Regions from separate parts of the Mus musculus genome. Here all the other regions are linked to region 1. Evidence: chromatin contacts called from public promoter capture Hi-C data. All regions are on one chromosome and are shown on one strand. Each heading gives the region's core, a stretch centred on a gene start, on an enhancer-like site or on the middle of the called end of the contact. The rest is flanking DNA. Distances are from core to core; before and after follow the strand shown. Region 1 holds the start of Zfp207 (zinc finger protein 207). Region 2 holds the start of Lig3 (ligase III, DNA, ATP-dependent). Region 3 holds the start of Zfp830 (zinc finger protein 830). Region 4 holds the start of 2610507B11Rik (RIKEN cDNA 2610507B11 gene).

The links. Promoter capture Hi-C pulls out the DNA fragments that hold promoters and counts their contacts. Capture Hi-C pulls out chosen DNA fragments and counts their contacts.
Region 2: a contact with region 1 is called in a promoter capture Hi-C map of liver, with 2.3 times the contacts expected there. The contact joins the promoter of Lig3 here to the promoter of Zfp207 in region 1. A contact is called at or near these places in 2 of 39 promoter capture datasets (cranial neural crest and liver), 1 of 115 datasets of contacts at active chromatin or transcription factors (embryonic stem cells) and 2 of 9 other capture datasets (adipose tissue and embryonic stem cells).
Region 3: a contact with region 1 is called in a promoter capture Hi-C map of liver, with 4 times the contacts expected there. The contact joins the promoter of Zfp830 here to the promoter of Zfp207 in region 1. A contact is called at or near these places in 3 of 39 promoter capture datasets (liver, pre-B cells and stem cell-derived epiblast-like cells) and 2 of 115 datasets of contacts at active chromatin or transcription factors (astrocytes and embryonic stem cells).
Region 4: a promoter capture Hi-C map of adipose tissue shows a contact between it and region 1, with 2.3 times the contacts expected there. The contact joins the promoter of 2610507B11Rik here to the promoter of Zfp207 in region 1. A contact is called at or near these places in 2 of 39 promoter capture datasets (cranial neural crest and pre-B cells), 1 of 484 Hi-C or Micro-C datasets (embryonic stem cells) and 1 of 9 other capture datasets (adipose tissue).

The regions. Positions count from the first base shown.
Region 1 is chr11:80,381,694-80,384,649 of GRCm38.p6, forward strand. It overlaps Zfp207 (zinc finger protein 207), which reads left to right and starts at 1,586. Exons shown (of 12, transcript NM_001130169.1): 1 at 1,586-1,802. The coding sequence starts at 1,762.
Region 2 is chr11:82,779,649-82,782,604 of GRCm38.p6, forward strand. It overlaps Lig3 (ligase III, DNA, ATP-dependent), which reads left to right and starts at 1,461. Exons shown (of 20, transcript NM_010716.3): 1 at 1,461-1,628. It overlaps Gm11423 (predicted gene 11423), which reads right to left and starts at 1,394. Exons shown (of 3, transcript NR_126067.1): 1 at 1,208-1,394; 2 at 487-650; 3 at 1-287.
Region 3 is chr11:82,762,924-82,765,879 of GRCm38.p6, forward strand. Zfp830 (zinc finger protein 830) reads left to right here and starts at 1,422. Exons shown (of 1, transcript NM_025884.4): 1 at 1,422-2,956. The coding sequence starts at 1,449. The coding sequence ends at 2,540. Cct6b (chaperonin containing Tcp1, subunit 6b (zeta)) reads right to left here and starts at 1,398. Exons shown (of 14, transcript NM_009839.3): 1 at 1,168-1,398. The coding sequence starts at 1,304.
Region 4 is chr11:78,260,250-78,263,205 of GRCm38.p6, forward strand. It overlaps 2610507B11Rik (RIKEN cDNA 2610507B11 gene), which reads left to right and starts at 1,505. Exons shown (of 39, transcript NM_001002004.2): 1 at 1,505-1,668; 2 at 2,450-2,579. The coding sequence starts at 1,601.

The DNA.
Region 1 (2,956 bases), core at 336-2,835:
TATGGGGTTCATCTCATGAAAACAGGGTAGTGTCCTAGCAACCGTATGAACTCAGAAACATCAGATTCTCATAGATCTGTGCAAACACAGTATAGGTTGTCCCGAAGACAGAATTCAGACAGAATTGAAAGGCAACCTAAGACTTTGGGCGGCAGTATTAGAAAATTGTAAAAGTTAAAAAAAGGAGTAATTAAGCCAGGCAGTGGTGGTCCATGACTTTAATCCTAGCACTTGGGAGGCAGAGGCAGGCGGATTTCTGCTTTTGAGGCTAGCCTGGTCTACAGAGTGAGTTTCAGTGCTCTTAACAGCTGAGCCATCTCTCCAGGCCCCTCAATCTTACTTTTAAATGAAGTTTCATGTATCCCAGGCATTATTTAATTCACTATGTAACTGAGGTTAGACCTTTAACTCCAGCCTCAGCCTCCTGGAATTCCCTGATTGCAGGCATGTTCCACCAACATTTTTTGTTTGCGAACCTTTCTGTGGTTTCAAGAGACTTCAGCATATACAATATCCAATTCTCTTACACTCTTCCTTGCCACATTTTCCAGGATTATCTTTTGCCAGCAACACTTTTCCTGTCTTGTTACTTTTAAGTTCAAATCCTCAAACACTGCATTTTATCAGTAATTAAAACTTCGATACAAGGTTTCTCTACATAACCCTGAATGTTCTATGTAGGCAGGAACCTGGCTATACATTCAGATCCACCAGCCTCAGCCTTTTGAGTGCTGGGATTAAAGGCATGCACCATCCATGCTTGGCTCACTGCATTTTAAAAAAAAAATTTTTTTTTTTTTATTCAAAGACAAGATCAGGCTTTGTTCTCCAGGCTAGCCTCTAAGTCTTAGCCTCATAGCATTTTCTGTCTTGGCCTTCTGAGTGCTGGGACAACAGACACAAGACCCAGGTAATAAGATAACTTAAGCTTTCTCCCACTGCATCTTCTTTCATCTTTCTAAACATTCCTATGTTCTCCGAAGCCGCTTAAGGATTGCCTTTTTGCGATTCTGAAGCACTTCACATTTCCCTTATCGCTACTGCTGATCTCACCCATACTGCTTCCTAGACTGTGGTTCACTGAAAAAAAAAACGGTAACTCTTCCTTGACCATATACGCCCCACTCCCGAAAGGCAACTGAAACAAGATTTAAAAATTGACCAGGTCGCAATCCGGGCGTGTGCCTTTAATCCCAAACAGTCGCTGGCAGGCAGAAGCAGGCGCATCTTTGAGTTTGAGGCCAGCTTGGTCATTTCCTCTATCAGCAGGGCTATGAAGAGACCCATCTCAAAAAATAAAAGCAAAACACACAACAGCAAAAAACAAAACAAAACAAAACCCAAATTGACCATGTCCCAATTATCTTTATTTATTTGTAATCTATCCTTAATTATACTCCTAATCTTTTCCTCCCTTCAATTTGCATACGGGATAGCCGACGTACTGGATGACCCAAGCTCTAAAGGATCAGCGTCCTCAGCCCGGGAGCGCCACCACCACTTAACCCCATTAAGATGGCGGCAGCGCCCGCTCAGCCACTCAGGGCCGAAGCCTGCGTCACGTGACCCGCACAGCTCTCACCGCGGTGGCTGATGGGAGGTGGAGATAGAACGAGGGTGTCGGCCATTTTGTGTCTGTTTCCTGCGGGACGCGCTGGTGGCGGTTGGTGTGGAGAACTCTGCGAGTCTCTTGGGTTTTTTGTTTTTTGTTTTTTCCAGCTTCTTTCCGCCTCTATTCTGCCTGTTCTGTAGGGCGCAGTTATGGGTCGCAAGAAGAAGAAGCAGCTCAAGCCGTGGTGCTGGTATCCTTTGTGGGGTTGACGTGGAGGCCGAGCGTGGGTGTCGCTTCTTGAGAACACAAGTCTGATAGGTTTGGGTTAAGCCTGTTTGGTAGGGCCCGGCCGGGCCCAGCCGAGCCTTTGTGCTGTGGCTGGGTTAGGATTTGGGGTGGTTTCTTGTAAAATGGGGTTCTTCGGGCGAGAGGGCTCCGGAGTTTGGTGGCGCTGAACTCGGTGACTCAGGCGCTTGTTTGTCGCGATCATTGGGCCTGGAGACGTTCCCCAAGTGCAGTCGTCCCTAAGAACTCCTGTCTCCGTTGTTTCGTTGAAGACCCCACAAAGGGACTTGAGTTTGGGGTAAATGTCCTGACTCCCTGGATAATTGAACTGTGACTAGCCCCCCCCCCCTCGCGGTGAAGAATCGGCTTCCGCCTCTCTTTCGGGCGCCTTAATCTTGGGGAAGCGGTTGCTTAACTGGGTGGAGTTTCTATTATCGTTACCCAATTTTGTAGGACTGGTTAAACTGTTAAGAAGGAAAACAATTTTCTCTCTTTTTTTTTTTTTTTTTTTTTTGTGGATAACGTATTACGCTAAACTGATTTTTTTTAATCTATTACAAGAAAACTATTTGTCTCAAGACAAATTTGTTTTTAAAATAGTTAAGTAGCTAAAAATCCGTCACGAATTATTTAATGCACTCACAGAAAAAGTCTTGCGAGGTCAGAACTCTTAGTATATGCGAATTTACATTTCCTGAATGCATAGATTAATAATGAAACTGGAAGAAATTTTATGGATTCTTAGTTGAATGTGCCCTTTGTCATGAGTTGTATAATGGATTATGAATTCCCAGTTTCAACTCTATTGTATATTTAATGAATTGTGAAATTGCCTCCCCCCCCCCTCTGTCTTTTTATTTGGGATTGGGGGTCTGGTTGTCTGGAAATTGCTCTGTCCACCAGGCTGGCCTCCGCCTGTCTCTGCTTCCCCAGTGCTGGGATTGAAGGCATGGATCACCACTGCCCAGTTTGAAGTTGCCTTTTCTTTTGAAAAGAAATATTTTGAGTTAGTCTTGCTGTCTGACCTGGCACTCAGAATAAATATCTGCCTTTGCATGTGGAGTGTTGAAATCAAAGGCATGGGGTATGCCAGGCTAAAAGATTTTTATTTGGGCTTAT
Region 2 (2,956 bases), core at 211-2,710, 2.4 Mb after region 1:
TCGAATTTCATTCATTTAGAAGTAGATGCAGGCAACATGGCAGCGTCAGATGCCTTTCATCCCAGCACATGGGAGGCACAGGTAGGTGGATTTCTGAGTTTGAGGCCAGCCTGGTCTACAAAGTTTGAGTTCCGGGACAGCCAGGGCTACACAGAGAAACCCGGTCTAAGAAGAGAAAGCCTTTGCAGATACCCACTGCTCCTCACCACAGGCTTTCTGTCTGTGGAGTGCTGAGCTGGAGCCATAACAATGGGAGTTAAGCACGCAGCCCCATCGTTTCTGATGCCCTAGTTCAAAGACAGTAAAACCAAACAGGTGAGTGACAGTAAATATTCTTTAACCGAACACATAAAAAATTGGCCAGCAAATAACTGGAATATATGCACTATTACTATTAATGAGGTATTTTACTCTCTTTGGGGAAGTGTTGGGTACTTGTCAGTGTACAGTGTTCATTTACAGCATCTCTCACTTCAGACTGCTTACATTTCCAGGGCTCAGCAACCGAATATATTGCTTGTGATGAAAGGGTTGGTCAGCACAGGGAAAGTCCATTGGGTTAAGATCAACTCCAGTCAAAATGTTCACGCTTCCTCAACTGGAGCCCTTGAGCCTAAGGCCTTCCGAACTCCAAACCCAGGTTTATCCTGCTGCAAGTTAAGAGAAAACAAAGAGCCTTCACCTCATTTCAAACACCAGGATCTAGCTGGCCTCAGTACAGCAGACACTCAACCTTGAACTCCAGAGAGCCTCCCTCGGCTCATTCTCCAGTTCTGTTAAAGACCTCGTCTATCAGCCCTTCATTTCTATGAACAAATAACTGAGCACCTCACACAGATTCAAGCATACACCTTCCTCTCCATCTCAAGGCCACTTTGATATGGACAACAGCCTTTTAGTGAGTCGGCTTGTCTTAGTCTCTCCCCTGACCAGCTTCAACTATAGTGACCCCTCACAGCGTTCTTTCCCTATGGAAAAAAAGCTAAACTCTTCCTCAGAAATAGAACTTAGTTCCACGATCTGCACTTTATTTACCTAACAAAGCCCAACTGTTTGCCCTTCCCAGACTGAACAAGGCCTGAATACTTTTATTTTTTGAAAAATTAGCCATCTTGAACTCACAGAGCCTATTTGAGGTTTAGAAGCACTAGTTCGCTAAATGACATAAACGGGGCCACAGTCCCTGTTCTTCACATTTTCTAATTACCTTTTTAATTAAAGTAGTGCCTTTTAATTCAGCAAAACTCCTGCGGTGCGGAAGACACAGGTGGAACGACTCGAGCTTCCCATCCCTAGGATCACTGCAATGATTTTTCAACACTACCTTCAATATCTAACAATCTGAGAAACTCTAGGAAGTTCAGGGACGCTGCGCCCCAAGCCGCCACTCCAACCCAACACTCAGTTCAAGATTTCCGGGTAGGAATAGAACAGCGACCCACGTGGCGACCGGAGGGGGCGGGGTCCGAGGGCGCAAGTCGGTTACTGCGCCTGCGCCCTGCCTCCGGCTGGAGTACCCGTATTTAAAGAGACAGGCGGTCTATTCATCGTGCGGGACCCGTGGCCTTGTGGGCGCCTGGTCCGGTGGCTCGTGCGGAGCGTCAGAGCCAGGGCAGCCGAGAAGGCAGGTGAGGGGCGGCGCGGCGCGGAGCGGCGGGCCGCGGTGCGCCGTGTGGGGAGGGCCGGGGCCGAACGCGGCGTGGCTGGAGTGGCCGTGGCTCCTCCCCCGCCCGCCGCTCAGCCTGGGGGCACACCCTCCGTGACGTGGCGCCCCCACGGGAGCCCACGGGAGGCCCGCGGCCCCCGGGACCCTGGGCAGCCACCGGGAAGGGCAGGATGCCAGAGTGGGCATTCTCAGGGGGTCGGGGCCGGGCCGCCGCCGGTCCCTCTCCGCCGCCTTGTTGCGCGGCCGCGGCTCGCCCGCACAGCCTGTGGGCAGAACGGCGTGCTGCTTGCTCTTCGGGCTCCCGGCCTCCTCGCGCCGGTCTCCCCGGGTAGTTATTTGTCGTATCCCGGGATGGGCGATACGACACCCTACCCACCCTACTCTGCGGAAAGTTGAACTCCTACTCGCCCTGAGCTCCTCCTCAGCCCTTGCCGGCCTTCACTCGCCTCTCAGATTCTTAACGGTTAGGGCTTGTGTGACCCCCTGAGTCTGCCAGTTACGGACCTCCCCTCCCCCAAGTCGAACATTGTCAAATACACAAGTTTGGTATACAAACTTCAGAACTCCACGTCCGGCTTGCCCTCGTACTCCTTGTAGTTTTCCTAACCACCCCATGAAGTAGTTCTAATCTTTGGGGGGTTTGTTTTCTTGCTTGTTTTCCTTTTGAGACGGTCTTGACGACGTACCCTGGCTAGACAGAAATTTACTAAGTAAACCAGACTTTCTAGCTTCGAACGCACAGCAATCCTTCTGTCTTTGCCTTCTGATATGATTACAGACGAGAACCACCATAACTAGCTCTTAGTCCTGTTGTAATTGTTGTTGTTTTTTTGTTGTTTTTTAAGATAAAACTGGGGCCGGGTGTGGTAGCACACGCCTTTAATCCCTGCACTCAGAACACTAGCTTGCTCTTCCTAGTGACTTCCAGGACAGCCAGAGCTACATAGAAAAATCTATCTAAAAACAAACAAACAAAAAAACCGAAAAATAAATAATAGAAAATAAACTGAAGTCATGCTTGGTGGTTCATACCTATAATTCTAGGGCTGGAGGTGGGAGGATCGGATCGGCCAACTAAGGTGTCTGGCTAGGGTCCACCTTGTTGGAGAAAACCAAGTCGCCTGATATCTGCCCCCACCTCCCCACCCCGCTGTAGATGGGTAGGCTTGGTCTCCAACCCTTTCTTTAGTAGTACACCTGCTGTGCTCCGCTCTACCTCAGCCTTCTTGCTGCTCTGACACAATATCAATTAAAGTTCTCAGCAGAGTGGGGACTAAAAATAGTTTCCAG
Region 3 (2,956 bases), core at 172-2,671, 2.4 Mb after region 1:
ACCCTCCATGCTACATCTTTCTAAAAGGCAATGGGATTCAGTTTCCTGATCACCAATCCTTCAAAGATGTTACATTCTCTACCATCTTCAAGATAAAAATCCAGGTAATTTATCAGTAACATACTTGGCCTTTTCCAAACTCTCCTGTTCCATCCACCATTATTCCCACAGTAGGTCTTTCTGTTCCCTTAATGCATTATAATGTTTATTTCTGGTGGATTTACACCACTAGGAGGTCTTGATTCCTGTCACTCATTCTTCTACAACTCTGATCAAACATCCCCTGATATCTGAGAGGATTTTCCTTCAATCATCGGTAATTGGGCCCTTTCCTCTGTAAAATCATTTGCATCTCTATATAATTGACATACCTGTCACTGCCATGTCACTTTAAGGATACCATCTCAAAGGCTAGAGAGATGGCTCAGCAGTTAAAAAGCACTTATTGTTTTTGAAGAGGATCTGAGCTTGGTCTCCAGCACCCATATCAAATGGCTTACAACTGCCTATAACTCGAGTTCTAGGGATCTGTCACCCTCTGACCTCTGGGGGCATCTGCTCACACCTGATGCACATAAACTCAGACAGATGTGCACACGTAAATATAAATCAGGTTTTTAAAGGAAAGGACAGAAACTATCCCATCTGTTTTTCCAGCATCTAGTGTTAAGTGGACTCGTTTACTATAAACGCTACTTTGCTCATTCCTCTCAGGGTGTCTCTTTCCCAAGAGACCTTTTGATCTCCCCTACTCTTCTTTCTTCGTAAAACAATGGTGCTAAATAAACATATGTCCAAATGGATGACTAAACATGAAGAACTGTAGGTGCGGAGAGTCCCAACTGCTGGAAGATAATGGAACTTGAATTTGAACCTATGCCTGCCTAGCTCCAAAGCCAGTACCACTCCACCACGTCAAAACAATACTGCCTGCGGCGGAGCTGCAGCCCAACGTCTGCTGAGCGCGCGCACAAGGCTAACAGTTTCTATTGACGGAGTCTTTTCTTCGGGGAGGCGCTCTCTTCCTCGGCTAGAGAATCCTAAGAGCAGGAGTGAGAGAGAGGAAACCGGGTGTCTAAATGTCGCAGCATTGCTCACAGGTTTTCACTGATCAGCATCAGAATCAGAGTGAGCCGCGACACCCCGCACACTCTAGCGGCATCTCACATTTTTAGCGCGCCCTTAGGACCCAAGGTGGGACGCAGCACATCCTGCAGCCCACGGGCGGCGCAGATGTTCACAGCCAAGGCCGCTTGGCTCCGGGTCACTTCAGCGCCAGGGTTAGCGATTTTGATCGCAGCCATGGTTCAACAGTCCAGCCCCAAACTTGCCGACTCCGAACCCTGGCGCCACGCCCACACTCCTGAGTGTGGGCCAATCGGCGCCATAACAGGAAGTGACGCTATCACGCCTCGGAAGCTAGACTCGCCTGAGTCCTGGGCGCAAACATGGCGTCCTCCACCTCTACTCGGACTCCGGCTGGGAAGCGAGTGGTGAATCAGGAAGAACTGAGGCGCTTGATGAGGGAGAAGCAGCGCCTGAGCACCAACCGGAAGAGGATCGAATCTCCATTCGCCAAGTACAACCGTCTGGGGCAGCTGAGCTGCGCACTGTGTAACACCCCGGTCAAGAGCGAGCTCCTGTGGCAGACCCATGTTCTGGGAAAGCAGCACCGGGAGAGAGTAGCGGAGCTGAAAGGCGCCAAAGGAGCAACCCAGGGCCCGTCGACCGGCACTGTACCTCAGGCCACCAAGAGGAGAGCGACGGATGTGGAGAGCCAAGACGCCAAGAAAGCCAAGGCCTCCGCGGGACCTCAGGTACAGCCCTCCACCTCAGCCTCGTCCGCCAACTTGGATGCCGCTAGGGCGGCCCCCAGTAAACCTGGACTCGGTTTACTGCCTGATTATGACGATGAGGAAGAGGAGGAAGAAGAGGGAGGTGGAGAAGAAAGAAGGGACAGCAGCAAGCATCTTCCGGATGCACAGGGCAAAGAACACTCGCTTGCCTCTCCGAGGGAGACAACAAGCAATGTGCTGCCAAACGATCCGTTTAATACAAATCCTCCCAAGGCCCCCTTAGTTCCTCATTCAGGGTCCATTGAGAAAGCAGAAATACATGAAAAAGTGGTGGAAAGAAGAGAGAACACCGCCGAAGCATTACCAGAAGGGTTCTTCGACGACCCTGAGGTAGATGCAAAGGTCCGGAAGGTGGATGCCCCAAAGGATCAGATGGACAAAGAGTGGGACGAGTTTCAAAAGGCTATGAGGCAAGTCAACACTATCTCTGAAGCGATCGTTGCTGAAGAGGATGAGGAGGGACGGTTGGACCGGCAGATTGGAGAGATTGATGAGCAGATAGAATGTTACCGCCGAGTGGAAAAGCTGCGGAATCGCCAGGATGAAATAAAAAACAAACTTAAAGAGGTTTTGACCATAAAAGAACTTCAGAAAAAGGAAGAGGAGAATGTGGACAGTGACGACGAAGGAGAATTACAGGATTTGCTGTCTCAGGACTGGAGGGTAAAGGGGGCTTTGCTGTAAGGTTTTGAAGACCCAAGCTTTCCATCAGTCCCCGCTGTCCCTTAAAAAGTGCTGTGTCCAAGTTCTTGGGTTCCTCTGACCTTGGATACCCCTAATTGTTGGGATAAAGTAAGCCAGTGAGGAGTAATACTTTGGGGATGGTACTGTGTGCGGTGCTATTTATTATAAAATGTTTGAGGTAAAACCGTTTTTGACATTTTTGAAATTATAACCACAAATTGCCAACTTTTTCATCTTTACAGGTTCAATGTGGTTTTTCAGTTGTAAAATCTAAGTTGTAAATATTGCACATAGCTAAGTATATATTTATATAAGTCACTCTGTTTTGATCCTTATATTAGTCAGATAAAAAAGACACATGTTTATATGACCTCGATGTATATATATTTTCAAGCCTTAAACTCCAAGGGTTGGCG
Region 4 (2,956 bases), core at 255-2,754, 2.1 Mb before region 1:
CAGTATGGAAATGTGTTGTGATGCCTCATTGACTTGAATTGAGTTCTTAGATCCTACCTGAACACTGAGAAACCACACTTGAACAAAAAGCTACAGATTTTGAAGATGAACCGGTGTGTGTAGTTTAGAGGATAGTTTGTGGATTTTGAGGATGGAAATCAATTCCTCGGGCCAGCAAGTGCCTTTACCTATAGATCCATCTCACAGGCCTTGAAGTTGTTATTTGAAGAGGCCAATCAAAAAAATCTGGAAGAATTATATGCAGATTAGGATCTGAGAACCAAGAACACAAAATACTTCATAATACCTTGGAACCATCTGGATTTCTTTATCTGGTACTGTGTTTATCTGGTACTGTGTTAGTAAGTCATTAGTCAGACACTGACTCATGAGAATAAGCATAACAGACCTTATCTACTTCCTTCATTTAACAATGAAGAATGCAAAATTCACTCTGGCTTGATTTGACCTTGAACTCTGTATTTCATGTAATTAAAATTGCTTCCCAGATAATCTGTAAAGGGTAAAACAATATTCACTATTTCTATATTTCACCCTGTTCTGGGTGGTGCTATACACAATCGCACAAACCTAAAAATACAGAATGGCTCTCCCCATGAAGGATGTTAGAAGATACTATCTGGCCCAGGCATGGTGACACATGCCTTTAATCCTAGCACTTGGGAGGCAGAGGCAGGCAGATTTCTGAGTTCGAGGCCAGCCTGGTCTACAGAGGGCTACACAGAGAAACCCTGTCTCAAAAAAAAAAAAAAAAAAAAAAAAAAGATAAGAAGATACTATCTGGAACAGTATTCAGACAGTAAACAAAGTTGGTTTCCTTGTGGGGTGAGATGATAGATAGCTGAGGTCTTTGAATTACCTCTTAATTTTCTCTGTAATCTTTTCAGACAGGATCACTTATGACCTACAGACACATAACTTTTGTTGTTGTTGTTTTGTTTTTTTGAGACAGGGTTTCTCTTTATAGCCCTAGCTGTCCTGGAACTCACTTTGTAGACCAGGCTGGCCTCAAACTCAGAAATCCGCCTGCCTCTGCCTCCTGAGTGCTGGGATTAAAGGCCTGCACCACCACGCCCGGCACCAGCCAGGCCGGCTCTTAATGGCCTAGGGAATGCGTTTTGGAAGTGGAACCTCAAAGTGGTAGAAACGACCCATCCTGGTCACCGCCCGGCGAGCTCGTGCGGACTCCGATCCCCCGCCCTCAGCGCGAACCCGGAGCTCCGCGGCGTGCCGCGCAGGCTGCGCTCTAGGTGTAGCGCGCAGGACCGCGCGTTCGCGGTCCGCCCCGCCCTCCCTCTCCAGAGCCACGCCTCCACTCCGCGCAAGCCGCTGGTCGGCCCTCAGGGCTCGCGCACGCGCGCGCGGGTTGGGGCGGGTCGGGGCGGGTCGGGGCGGGTCGTGGAGGGAGCCAGCCGGCTGGTCCACGAGCCGCCGGGGCGGGGACACGCGCGCGCGCACTAACGCTTCCTCGCCGTGCGTGTGCGTGCGCGGCCGAAGCCCGCCGCGGCGCTGTGCGGTTCCGGCGTCAGGGCCCGGCATGGCGGGGGTCGGGGCCAGGCCGGGCCGGACCCGGACCTAAATGCCTCTATTTCTCTCCGCGCTGTTGGTCTTGCTGCTGGTTGCGCTTAGCGCACTCTTCCTAGGCCGGTGAGGGGATTCTAGCCACAGGGTCGGGGGGGTCGAGGAAGACCGGCTGGAGGAGGCGCGGGTTGGTCGGGCGCCTTAGGCGGAGGGGGCGCGAGCAGGAGGGGGCGCTCAGCCGAGGCGAGGGGAAGCGAGGTGGGGGCAGGGGCGCTGAAGCATCTGGCTGGACCCGAAGCAATGTCCAGTCCGGGAACCGAATGTTTGCGTGTGAGGGAGGGGGCCTCCCTCGGTGGTCTCCCTTTCCTGCCCCGTTCGCCTCCGTGTCCTCTTCCCAGATTGCGAAGGGCACCTGCAGCCGCGCCCTGCAGAGAGGTCGGGAGGACTGGCTGGCTAGAGCAGAGCGGTGTTTGAGCAGTTCCGAGAGTGACCTCTGCCTTCTCGGAAACGGCTGCAGGGTGGGGACGCAGACAGGGACCCTCTAAGGAGTGTGCGATGACGTATTTAACACGACTGCCTTCACTTTGCCTTTTGAGGACCTCTTTTTACTTTGGGTTCCTAAAGATTTGAGGGTTTCTTTGTTTATTCTTTCTTTCTTTCTTTTTTTTTTTTTTTTTTTTTTTTTTTGACCTCTTTTAGAGGGTGAGTTTCGTTTGCCTAGTTTTGTTTGAATTTAGGGGCCCGTAGTTCTGGTTGTTGTGCCTAAATGAGTATGACTAGAGAAATATTTTAGGAAAATCGTAAAGTTCCTAAGAAAAATCCGGCTTCAGGATACCACCCCTTGCAAGGCCTTTCTAGAATCAAAAAGGGTAGAGGGTCTTATAATCCAACTGTTTTTTTTCTGCAGGTGGCTTGTGGTCCGGTTGGCCACCAGGTGGTGTCAGCGCAAGTTGCAGGCAGAGCTAAAGATTGGCTCCTTCCGATTTTTTTGGATCCAGAATGTCAGTCTTAAGTTTCAGCAGCACCAGCAGACGGTGGTGAGTTCCGGGAATTGCAGAGAGAAAGAGAGAGAGAGAGAGAGAGGAGAAGGGCGGGAGTGTGTGGTGTGTGTGTTGGTTTGGAGGGGGTTTCAAACTTTAGCTTCCTCCATGGGTAGTTTTCCTAGTTAACTCCACCCTTGTTGTTGTTGTTTTTGTTGTTGTTATTATTATTATTGTCAAGAGGATCTTAGGAGCTACTTGGAGGACTCTGCAATAGATGCCAGTTGTTTCAAGTGTTTATGGGACTAGATCTGGTGGTATAAACCTGTAATTCTTGTTTCTCAAGAGGCCGAAGCAAGAGAATTATAAATTCAAGCTCTGCCTAGGCAACTTAGTGAGTGCTTCTCTCAAAATTAAAATGAGCTGGAATAGTG